Regions from separate parts of the Danio rerio genome. Here region 2 is linked to region 1. The links are chromatin contacts, called in public Micro-C maps. All regions are on one chromosome and are shown on one strand. Each heading gives the region's core, a stretch centred on a gene start, on an enhancer-like site or on the middle of the called end of the contact. The rest is flanking DNA. Distances are from core to core; before and after follow the strand shown. Region 1 holds the start of tasp1 (taspase, threonine aspartase, 1). Region 2 holds the start of mkks (MKKS centrosomal shuttling protein).

The links. A called contact is a pair of places that touch in the nucleus more often than the background predicts.
Region 2: a Micro-C map of caudal fin shows a contact between it and region 1, with 4 times the contacts expected there. The contact joins the promoter of mkks here to the promoter of tasp1 in region 1. A contact is called at or near these places in 2 of 18 Hi-C or Micro-C datasets (caudal fin and an unstated tissue).

What each region holds. Positions count from the first base shown.
Region 1 is chr13:38,141,663-38,147,696 of GRCz12tu, forward strand. It overlaps tasp1 (taspase, threonine aspartase, 1), which reads left to right and starts at 2,516. Exons shown (of 13, transcript NM_001100953.1): 1 at 2,516-2,645. The coding sequence starts at 2,516.
Region 2 is chr13:38,927,231-38,933,526 of GRCz12tu, forward strand. It overlaps mkks (MKKS centrosomal shuttling protein), which reads left to right and starts at 4,940. Exons shown (of 5, transcript NM_200165.1): 1 at 4,940-5,000. It overlaps slx4ip (SLX4 interacting protein), which reads right to left and starts at 4,668. Exons shown (of 12, transcript NM_200411.1): 1 at 4,433-4,668; 2 at 4,283-4,342. The coding sequence starts at 4,309.

The sequences.
Region 1 (6,034 bases), core at 1,266-3,765:
TTACTTCAGTCGGAGGACATGTTTATGTAAGCATATAGTCCCAGGAGGAGTGCTTTCAATTGTGCTGCCAATGTTAGTTTACTTGACATGGCAGAAAGACCATCTGTTTAGTATAAATAACACCAAACTGTGGCCCATCACATATCAGATGTCTATGGTATATTACTATCTTCTCTTTCTTCTGTTTTTATTTATGCATTTTCAGATTTAAAGCCAAAGAAATGGCTTAATTAACTAATAAATGTACTTGGAGCTTTAACAACTAGTTTTACTTATCGATTTTATAGATGTATAGACTATTTCAATGTAGTAATGTCATTGGTCCATGAACCTTCAATTCAATCATAACTTAATGTTAAAACATCTATCATGACGTTATTTATTAATATGTGGCTCTTTTTGGATTCTCAGAAGCGATAGAAATTTAAAATGTGTACATCCCTTAAAAATGGTCTATTAGATCCTGATAGTATCCGGATGTGAGTCACTAAAGGCAATGCCTCTTATGTCCCAGACAAATTAGCTACAATTTTGGTGGGCCTATTTGGGTAAATATGCGATGTTCATGCCAATGTTTAATCTAAATGTGACCATAAAATGGCCCATGAGGTAAATAGTGAATATGGCTCAAAAAGTGCCAACCACTTGCAGGCTACTTTTGGCAAAAATTTTGGCACATACAAAGGATAATCAGGGCAAAAATGAATATGGTCTAATTATATTAAAAAATTATATATGAAAAGAAGGCCTTTGCAGCTGCAGTACTATGCATGACTGTGCATGATAAATTACAGTACTGTGTGTGAAGAAACATCCCAGAAAGCATACAAATGTGGGCCACTTTAGGCAGTTATGTGGCACTGGTGTTATTCCTTCAGCCGAGACCAAATGAATGTGAACCTGAAGTAGCCCACCTGTTCAATGGCAAAGGGGGGCCAAAGATTCAAATTCATATTTGGGCCATTTAAGGCAAAGATTTGGCACAGTAAGCTCTGCCTATTACGACTGTGAACCTATTGTGGCCCAGAAAAAAATATGGCAAATGTGGCCCAGGTTTTTTAAAACATATGTGTAACACTTTTGGCAAATATTCAGCACAGTAAACTCTGGCTAATGCAACCGTTAGCTTATAGTGGCCCAGGGAAGATATGGAAAATGAGGCCCAGTTATCCTAAAACATATGTGGGCCACTTCTGGTGAATATTCGGCATAGTAAGCTATGGCTATTGTGGATCTGAGCCTATAGTGGCCCAGAGAAGATATGGCAAATGGGGCCCAGTTATCCTAAAACAAATGTGGGCCACTTTTAGCAAATATTTGGCACAGTTAGCTCTGGGTGCTTGTGGCTTGAATCAGGAAATGATATCAAAGTATTGATACAGTAATAATATGCACTGCTTGGGTGACACTCAAGAGGAACAGTCAATAATACTAGAAGACACTATTGTGAGGTAATTAAAGGGATAGTTCACCAAAAACTGAAAATTCTGTCATTTACCAACCGTTCAATAGTAGGAAAAAACTCCCAAGGTTTGGAATCAATCGAGGGAGAGTAAATCATGAGTACATTTTCATTTTTTGAGTGAACTATTGCTTTAAGTCAGGGGTGCCCAAACTCGGTCCTGGGGGGCTTGTGTCCTGCATATTTTAGTTCCAACCCCAATTAAACACCTGAACCAGCTAATCAAGCTCTTCCTAGGTATACAAAAACTTTCAGGCAGGTGTGTTGAAGGAAGTTGAAGCTAAACTATGCAGAACACCGGCCCTCATGGGCACCCAGCTTAAGGTGATCTAACTCATTTTGCAATATAATTATATCAGCTTGCATACATAAACAGATGTTTGAATTTTCTTAGCTTTAATGTATTGAATGTCCAACAGTGCCACGTGGAGATGTCTTCTTTTTTTCTCATGATGATTCTATGTAAAACTGCTGTTGTCATGATTCGCAGTACAGTGCTCCGCCGCTTGAGGCCGCTGCTGCAACCACATGGTCACATGTGTCTGTGAACCAGGAAGTGTTTTGGTGTGACGCGAGCACATGCGCCGCTTATCGAATCATCACATTACATCCCATCACATCGCAATCATGCAGAAAACACACAACTACACTCATAATTTAGTGCAATCTGTATGTGTGTGTTATCAGTAGGGATGCTGTGCCATGCGTATGACTGGAAATGTGCGCTCTTCTGTTGTTATGCACCTGAAGTCTTCACGCGAGTAAGTTTTCCTTGTTTTCATTCTGTCTTGTGGGATTGAAATGAGTAGTTGATGTATTTGTAATAAAGTCTTATAAGATGCTTGATTTCATGTGTTCATCGACACGTTGTTATTTGAGGGATGCATCAATGTTCTTAATGTCAAAATGTGTGTCATTTTAATGGCTTTCATACAAACTGGCATAATGATATATTAATAGTGATATATTCTCTTTGCTTTCAGGACTTGCAGAACTGTGTTGGAGTTATGAGTGAATGATGGGTCAAAATGCAAGCTACACTCAATACGGGTCATGGAAAATCTAGAAAACTCGTCAGATTCCAAGGAGACTGTGTCTCCACTAAACAATTCAGGGTTTAAACTGAACAGCACCATCTCTCATCGTGATGGCAAAAATATGGGATTTGTGCTGGTGCATGCAGGTGAATATGTTTTTTTTATGGAATTTGTTTACACAAGACATTTCTGCAAGAGATGTTTTGCCACAGATTTAGCTATTATGTGTTACAAAAGTGATTTAATTTAAAGTAGTGATGGGAAGTTCGGATCATTTTACTGACTTGGATCTTTGAGTCTCGTTCATCAAGATGAACGAAAACTTTTTTCAAATCATTTCGTTCATTTGGTTCAATTTGCCAAAATATTATTAAAATGTTATGAATTGCTTCCAAACACATCAACAACTAGCCCAAAAGGTTGATTGCACGACAAATAACGTTAAGTCATAAGTAGAATATAACAAGGAGAAAATAATAATTCAATGTTTACCTGCTCTTTTGTCTATGAAGGCATTTTTGTCTCTTTGCTCAGCTCACCTCTTCATGTCTTCAAATGTCAGGGGTTCATTTTCGTTACACTGACAGTCACATATAATCTTAATCAATGCACAGTCTAAGCCGATAGGTTTCGGGATCGTTTGTTCATCACGTGACAGAATGACTCAAACCCGAGGACTCGAGAGATGAACGGTGCAATTCTTTTTCCGGCTCTAAACGCATATGATTGGCCCGTGATGAACGAGTGACTCAGACCCGGAAGAGGCCTCAAGAGATGAACGGACCAAACTTTTTACGGCTCTAAACGCATATGATTGGCTCGTGATGAACGAGTGACTCAGACCCGATAGAGGACTCGAGAGGTGAGCGGATCAAGTCTTTTTCCGGCTCTAAACGCATATGATTGGCTTCTGCCAATGTGATGAAGACTTGAAATTAAAGATACTACCTGCACAAATGTGCACACGCGCGGATGAACAAATCACTTCCTGAGAAGACTCGTTGTTCCCCAGTCATGTCAGTCATCAAAAAGAACGAATCGTTCATGAACGACCCATCACTAATTTAAAGCAGAAGTTAAGCAAAAGTAAAAACTTATTGTTATTTTATGCAAACTTAGTCAGGCTATCCAATATTGACTTTTTTTCGTCAGTAGAACAATAAAGACTTTTTGTTTTTAGCTGAAAATTTGGTACTTGGTAATTCATAAAAGTACTGTCAATGTCTAATGGGCCATTAAGAGTCAAGAAGTGGTGAGATTACATTTGTACCCACTGATACATCACTATGTGACAGGAAACTTGCACTAAAGAATATTTTGAATGGGTTCATGACAATTTGCTGAAGTTGTGGATTAAACCAAGTGCAGTTTTAAATTAGTGCTGGGCACAAATGGATCCCGATTAATCGCACCCAAAATAAAAGTTTGTTTTGACATAATATATATGTGTGTACAGCTGTATGAAATCTAAAGGTTTACATTTTTAATGACCTGTTTCTAAATGGTCTGTCTCTAAAAGTAAAAGACCAACCCCCATTGCTGCGCCTGTGTGTGTGTAATGTGTATATTTATTATATATATTTATGTATATTTATTATGTATATATAAATACATGCATGCATATATTTAAGTAAATGTTTATTTACATTTGGATATAAAATATATATGTATATGATACAAATTATATATACATTTAAATATTTTTGTAACAAAAAACTTTTTTATAGTTTTGTTCTTATGTGTGTGTATCACATTTACATGATAAATATAACACACACATATTATGTCAAAACAATAAGGGTTTTTCGATGCACCGCGATGCAGACGTGGACAATTCAGTATCGGTTCAGTAATAGATCTTAACTGGTTATTACGTACTGATGTCATTTATCTCATATGTGTTATAGGGCGGTTGAATACTATGGTGAGGGAGATGAGCGCGAGTAAATAAAACACAGAAACTCTGCTCAATTCACTGCGTGTGTTTGCTCTACAGTCATTCAGTGACACTGAAGTTACAGCAGAAGCCCCTATTTTACTGCTTTGGAGAAAATGAAAGTAAACTCCATTTCTCTCTCACACACTCATGGCGGTCAATCTCCTCTCGGCTGTCATACTGAGTGTCCGCTAAGTCTTAAAAAGTTTTAAAAGTTGATAAAACAATTTACAGTAATGTAAGGCCCTTAAAAAGTAATAAAAAGTCTTCAATGCTATCTTACAAGGTAATCAATTTTGTATAATTTTTGATTATGCAATGTATAGTTGTATGCTACAGTTTGCCAATATCGGGATGCTGTGTGGTTTATAAAATCGATGAAATCCTGCTAGGTTTGACAACTTGATTCTTTGTTTACTGCAATTACTGAGGCAACACAATTATTCTTGATTTAGTTCAGGATTAGTTTCTTTCAATCAGTATTTAGTGAAATTTGAAATGTCACCAATGTTTCTGGTCGAAACCTAAACTGGTGAATAGAGTCTTAAAAAGGTTTGAAAAGATATTGGATTTTACTTTCTGAATCCTGTATATACCCTGTTATAGCAATACTTGTGGGTCTAATCCAGATGCAAGTGTGTCTGCAAAGCCCCTTTTCTCCACTGCGACTATGATGGATCAGCTGTGATCGCTGCTGCCATTTATCAGTGTCACTTAGTGCCAGAGCATTAGAGCCAATCGCAGCCCTTTCTGTTGAGCGTGTGACTAATCATAGGTGTTTAACAACTCACTCGACAATGCTCAAAAAGCAAGTGGGATAATATTTGCATATGTTTATTTGCTTTAAATCAGGGGTCACCAATCTCAGTCCTGGAGGACAGTTGTCCCTGCAGGGTTTAGCTTCAACTTGCCACAACACACCTGCCTGGATGTTTCAAGTACACCTTGTAAGACCTTGATTAGTTTGTTCAGGTGTGTTTGATAAGGGTTGGAGCTAAAATCTGCAGGACACCGGCCCTCCAGGAACAAGTTTGGTGATCCCTGATTTAAATGTTCATGTTTTTCTGTGCATGTACTTTAGTTTTGTTTGATGCATTCAAAATGAGTGTTTTCTTTGAGCAGGTCCACATAAAGTTCAGTTCATATATCTGACTGCTTGTATTAAAGGACAAGATTGTATTACAAATATATATATATATATAAATAATATAAACATTTTAATACAAGAATTGCAGTGAAGTAAAAAAAATAAAATTGTGTATGGAAAGCATCGTCGTTGCACTGAGATGTCATATTGAACTGAATTGATGGCGTGATAAACAAAACAAACTTTTATTTTGAATGTGATGAATCTTTGCCCAGCACTAAATAAAATAAATGAATAGTAAAGTTTCTTACTGGCGACATGGTGGCGCTGTAGGTAGTGCTCTCGCCTCACAGCATGAAGGTTGCTGGTTCGAGCCTCGGCTGGGTCAGTTGGCATTTCTGTGTAGAGTTTGCATGTTCTCCCCGCGTTCGCGTGGGTTTCCTCTGGGTGGGATTATTAATCACTTTTTTTCATAAGATCTCAGTGTATCATCAGGAGCCACAATAATTAAT
Region 2 (6,296 bases), core at 3,690-6,189, 790 kb after region 1:
TCCCAACTGGGTCAGTTGGCATTTTTGTGTGGAGTTTGCACGTTCTCCCTTTGTTCATCTGGGTTTCCTCCAGGTGCTCCGGTTTCCCCCACAGTCTAAAGACATGTGGTACAAGTGAATTGAATAAACTAAATTGGTCGTAGTGTATGTGTGTGTGAATGTGAGTGTATGGGTGTTTTCCAGTATTTGGTTGCAGGTGGAAGGGCATCTGCCGTGTAAAACATATGCTGGAGAAGCTGGCAGTTAATTCCACTGTGGTGACCCCTGATTAAAAAAGGGACTAAGCCGAAGGAAAATGAATGAACAAATTAACTGATGCTAAATGGATCCTTGGTGTACAGACTACAGAGTTAATAAACATACTGCCTGTACACAGTCACAGAATTTTTAATATCATAAACCAGATTAGATTACTTTGTGAAAATGTTAATGTTTGAAAAAAATAAAAAGATAAATAAAAAAACTATTAAATCTTGAAGCACTTGCTGATCTGATGAAGAACTGGCAAAAATCTGCATAATCTCAAAAAGCATCCTGAATGATTGAATAAATAATAATTATTCATGGAATTTTGAGGTGCCCAGGATGTTAATATTGTCCATGTTTAATTTTTACAATATATTTATATTATTATTGAATATCCTCATATGTCTACTCTACATGTTTTCTTGTTCAAGAAGGTTTTATACTCAAGCCATGATGGGGAAAAAAAGATTATCGCAAATTATATTTTAAGCTATTATGAAGAAATTCCATATTTATTTTTTATAGGTGTATTAACTTAAATTAAACCAATGTTCCATTTAGTGTTAATGAAAACTCTAGCAAAAACTAAATGATCAGTGACATTTTTCTACACATGTTTAACTTGCAGTTGTTCTAAATAAAACAGTTATTTTTTATTAAGTTATTAAATGAGTCTTTATGTTAACTACATATACATTTTCATTCAAAGTTGCAACATTTTAAAAAACATGACAGAATTTAAATTTTTACTAAACTATAACTTTTAACTAAAAATAAGAAAAATTATTTTACAAATGACGCGGGTCTTATGCTGTCCTAGAACAGTTTAGCTAAGAACTGGGCCCAGCTGACGGTATTGTTTGCTTCCCCATTTTAAATGTCTCTCTGTGGTCGCAGTGTTGGGCATGACAGTTTCTTTCTCAGGGAGAGCAACATATATAACAGTATCATTATGTGCAGACTGGGAGGGTGAAGTTGGTGAGTGGTGCTCTCCCACAATGAAAAACAGAAAGACGGGAGAGATGATGAGTGAGAAAGACAGAAAGAGAGAAATATGCAGCCAAAGTCTGGCACTCAACGCGGATGTGTGTGATCCACAGTCGCGTCCAGAATCTAGAGTTAAAGCCTTCGCTATATGAAACGTCAACAAAGAAAAAGACCCGGGGCTTTTCTAGCGCTTAATAGAAACATCTGACAAGCATTAGTACTGACATTCATTCATCTGGCCTGTGGATGAATAGACAGCACCGGTCCAGCATCTGTGCTGCAGAGACAATCAACTGGATAGATATACATACATGAATACTTTAAAAAAAAAAAAAGAAAAAAAGAAACATCAAACCGTAATGTAATGTAAAACAAAGAAGCTGAGATATATGGAAAACATAATATCTCTAACATTACTATGAAATTTGAGTTAAAAAAAAAAAAAAGCACAGACTGAACATATTATGGGTTTAGAACATGAAAAATTAAGAGCTGTGCTTTTTAAACAACACATTGAATACATACAGACAGCTCAATGCTCTTCTATGAGCTAATAGCCCTCATTCCTAAGACAGCTGCTCCATCTAGAGTTTAAATAATGAAGTACAGTCCGCACTTCTAAACAGATAGTTCACACAAAAATAAAACTCACTCTGGTGTTTTTTAATGCCGTATGCACATCTTCAATCGATTATTTATTGTATATTTCTGCTACTAACAGCTAAAAACTTGTAAAACTGTACATGTCTAAAAAGTAAACTGCATTATTTGGAGTATAAGCATGGATTTGGTCTATTTTAATAGGTAAAATGGAAAAGAATTATGCCCAATTTCAAATGTTACAATACATTAGAAAATTAGTATTTTGGTTTACAGCATTCAAATCTCAGCTTTCCAAATATTTCATTTATTTGTTTTTATTTTTGGGTGAGTTGTTATTGTATTTCATGAAGTTAACTTTCAAAGCTGTGAAATGCCCACATTGGCCCCAATATGATTACTCTTTTCTATCCTGCTTTTATTGAGTCTATTCTATCCTCCGTTCTGGTGGCATGGTTTGGAGGTCTGTCTCTCAAAAACAAGAATAGACTGAGCCAGGATGTTAGGTGGTCTAGCAGGTTGATTGGTGAATCACAGCTAAGTATTGAATCCCTGTATAGTAGGCAGCTTTTACGGAATGCCCAGAACATTATTATTTGTAGCTCTCATCCTCTGTTTGAGGAGTTTAACCTACTCCCTTCGGGTCAAAGGTTTCAGATGCTTTATAGGACAAAATGGTTCAGGAATAGCTTTGTCCCATCATCTATTGTTGCTCTGAATAAATTATAATCTTTTAAAAGGTACTTTGTATGTGTATATGTGGGTATGTATATGTGTGATTTAATTGTTTGTACCAAATGCAAAACTTTGCTGAAAAAAGAATCTACCTACGGGTACTAATAAAGTCAACTCAACTCAACGTTACCAGATTACCCTAATTTGCACCAGTGCTTTTGCACCTTATCATCAATCTGCTTGTTTATGAGCCAAACTGCCGTAGTTTATGCAATTCTTTGATATTATGAAAATTAGGTGATTATTTACCCTGTTTGGTAAATCTGGCCCAAACATTTCAAAGAATTGTCCTAAGCAGCACGTGCATCATATATTAAGTGTTCCCAAGATATATAATAGAGTTTGGTAAAAGAAAATATAATATAATATTTTATATTTTTTCCCGAATTTCTGTTTAATGGAAATAAAAATTTTCTTTCAACACATTTCTAAACATAATAGTTGTAATAACTAATTCCTAATAACTGATTTTTTTTATCTTTACCATCATGCCAGTGAATATTTTACTAAATATTTTCCAAGATACTAGTATTAAGGTTAAAGTGCAATATAAAGGCTTTACTAGGTAAATTAGGTTAATTAAGCAAGTCATTGTATAACAGTGGTTTGTGCTGTAGCCAATCAAAACAAGAGGGCAAATAATTTTGATCCTAAAATGTTAATTTAAAAATAAATAAATAATAAAACTGATTTTATTCTAGCCAAAATAAAACAAATAAGACTTTCTCTAGAAAAAAAAAAAAAATATATATATATATAGGAAATACTTTGACAAATGCCTTGCTCTGTAAAACATAATTTGCCAAATATTTGAAAAGAAGAGTCACAGCAGGGCTATTATTTTTGACAGAACTCCAAACATTAGCTCACCCTGGTCTTTGTAGCTGACTATGTATGCAACTCACCCACACAAAAAAAACACAAGTTTTGAGAAATCAAGACAAATACAACTACGACAAAACAAAATCCACAAACTTTTTTCTCTGAGCTAACTATACCCTCTGTCTCAACTCCAAGTCACAAATCAGAAATACCTGAAGCTTTCAAAAACAGAAAAACTCATTTTTTTCAGAATTTATTATTTATTTTTGTTTCAACGATCTCTTAAGCATTGAATACACTCGTTTCTTTAGGTTTATCATAATTTATTATATGGAAGCCATAATCTTTGGTAAATCACAGTAACGACTTAAAAATTCAAAATCATGATAAACAATTTGTCACCTTAGAATTATAAGGTTCTACCTGACATTTTTGTCCAAATTGAGATATTCATATATTCTTATTAAATGACAACTTATTTACATTATGGGATGTTTTTTTATTATTGTTTACATTTTAAGCCTTTTTATAAAAAATAAAAAAATGTTACACACATACTGTTTGCTATTCAGTGCAAAAACTTTAAAGCTCAATACCTCAAAATCATTCAGAACGCAGACAGAAACTTGGACATAACTCCAAGGTTACGAATTCTAAATTATGATGATATGAAGATAATCATGATCACTGCATAAAGGGTAACAACACATTCATAAAACAATAAGGCTGGCATAACGACATACATTTGTAAACATTCAGACACAAAACGTCAAAATTGTGAAATTACAGCTTCGATTTCATTTGTCTCAACCACTAATTTTACAATTACTGTAAAAATAAAACACAAAAGCAACGAAGATTCTAAGATAAACTGATAAAATGAAAAGTTTACCTTGACCACAAATTTCGAGGGCTCCATCCTGTTCAAATTCAGTCGTTAGATTTCCCCCATCTAGATAAACACAAATACTTTTTATTTATTGCTGATATTTTGAGCATTCAGTGATGAACGTCAAGTCATTAGAGTGAAGCAGCTACTCACGTGTTTGGATTGTGACAGATACAAGTCAAATTCAAAACACAAAGCAGAAGGGCGATTATGCGGCACTCAGACCTGGCTTACAATATACATGGGTTATTTGAATGTAACGTACAATAAATATTTAACATGTTTAATCACAATTTAGTCGAGAATGACAATAAAATAGCCGCAATGAACGAAACTTTAATCTCCCGCCGATGGTTTGAAACATGCCCTGTGTCACGTAAGGACCCCAGCGCTACCAGTTGTCATAGAGACGTAGCCGGATGTAGGAAGCTATATTTTTGCCAGACAGCGGTGATTGCTATTTTACGTAAATTGTGAAATATCCTGAACGATATATCTCAGCTTACATAAAAGGACACAAAACATGAATAGCGCTTGCTGTTCATAATTTAACCATTAATTTATCCATTTATTTTGTAAAACACTTTTTAACTGGCATAGTTTAGTTACTCTATGAGATCATGTGCAGCACATAAACACCATCTGCCTGGTTTGTGCGGTACGGTTTAATGTTCCTTTGGCTGTTCTTTCTTCAGTTAGTTAAGATATAAGCTGAATTTTGGTATGTATGACGCTAAATATGCGCGTTTTATAAGCTATTAGGTTTGTTATTAGTTGTTATATGAAAGAAGATATTGCTATTAAGTAAAAGATAAGTGTAGTAACGCTATGTTATAATGAGTGGTTAAAGTACAATACTTTGTAGACTACAAATAAAATGTACTGACCTCATAATAAATAACCACATAACACTATCTGAATTATTATAACCAAAGACTTTAAAAGATACTTTGTTATAACGTAACTATTTAGCCGTTTATAATATTTATAATATTAATATTTTGGAACTTTGTTTTTTTAAACAAAACCATATTTATATCAGCAACATCTCGTGAGCAAATTAAAGTCGTAAATATTTTCAACGTTACCATGATTTTACCATGTTATTACTACATATATGACCTTTTGTTAACTTATAAACAAGTTGCTAACTATAAACAGATGCAAAATAAATTTTGATAAGAATCAAATTGCCTTAGTGTATTATAAATTATTTAATATGTTAATGTAAATATTGAAATAGTATAATTTAATATCTCATCAAAAATAATCACTTAATATTTCATATGTAAGATTTTTTTTTTAAAATGCACATATATTCCAATGAAATAAATAGATAATAACTAAAGATTGCTCAAAAACTGTCATAATGTATGAAACATAAATAATTATTTAGATGAAAAATTGCAAAAATGAATTCCCTCACTGAAAACAATGCATTTTTAGACATTTTTATTTATCTGGTTCAGGTTAAATGGTTCCAATTGTGTTATGATTGTTAAATATTGTTTTGTCATTTAAAATAACTAGTGAATGGCAACAGTCATAGGACGTTATATATACAGTTACCTATAGGTTGGGCCAGACAGAATTTGCGGACATTTTTAGCTATTTCTGCACAGAAAATGTTTAAATTTAAAAGATTTTGGGAGTATCATTACTGAAACTTGATATATGAAATAAAAAATAATACCTTTTAAACTTTTATTTAATGTATACAACGCAAATCCAATTAGATCCACTTAATTAGTAAAATAAAGCGAGTACAATACAATACAATACAATACAAACTGTATTGTAAATTAATCATAAGAACATTTTCATATTAGTCAATAATATTACTTTAAATTCATTAACATTAATTTAAATACTGAATAAATATAAATTTACACACTTTTACTCAAGTAAATATATAGACGCAACCATGGGCTAAAAATCTGCGTGCACAGATTCTGTGTGGGCCTACCTATAGGTATTCATATACCAGTTTAATCAATACTTAACCTTTTCTATAATA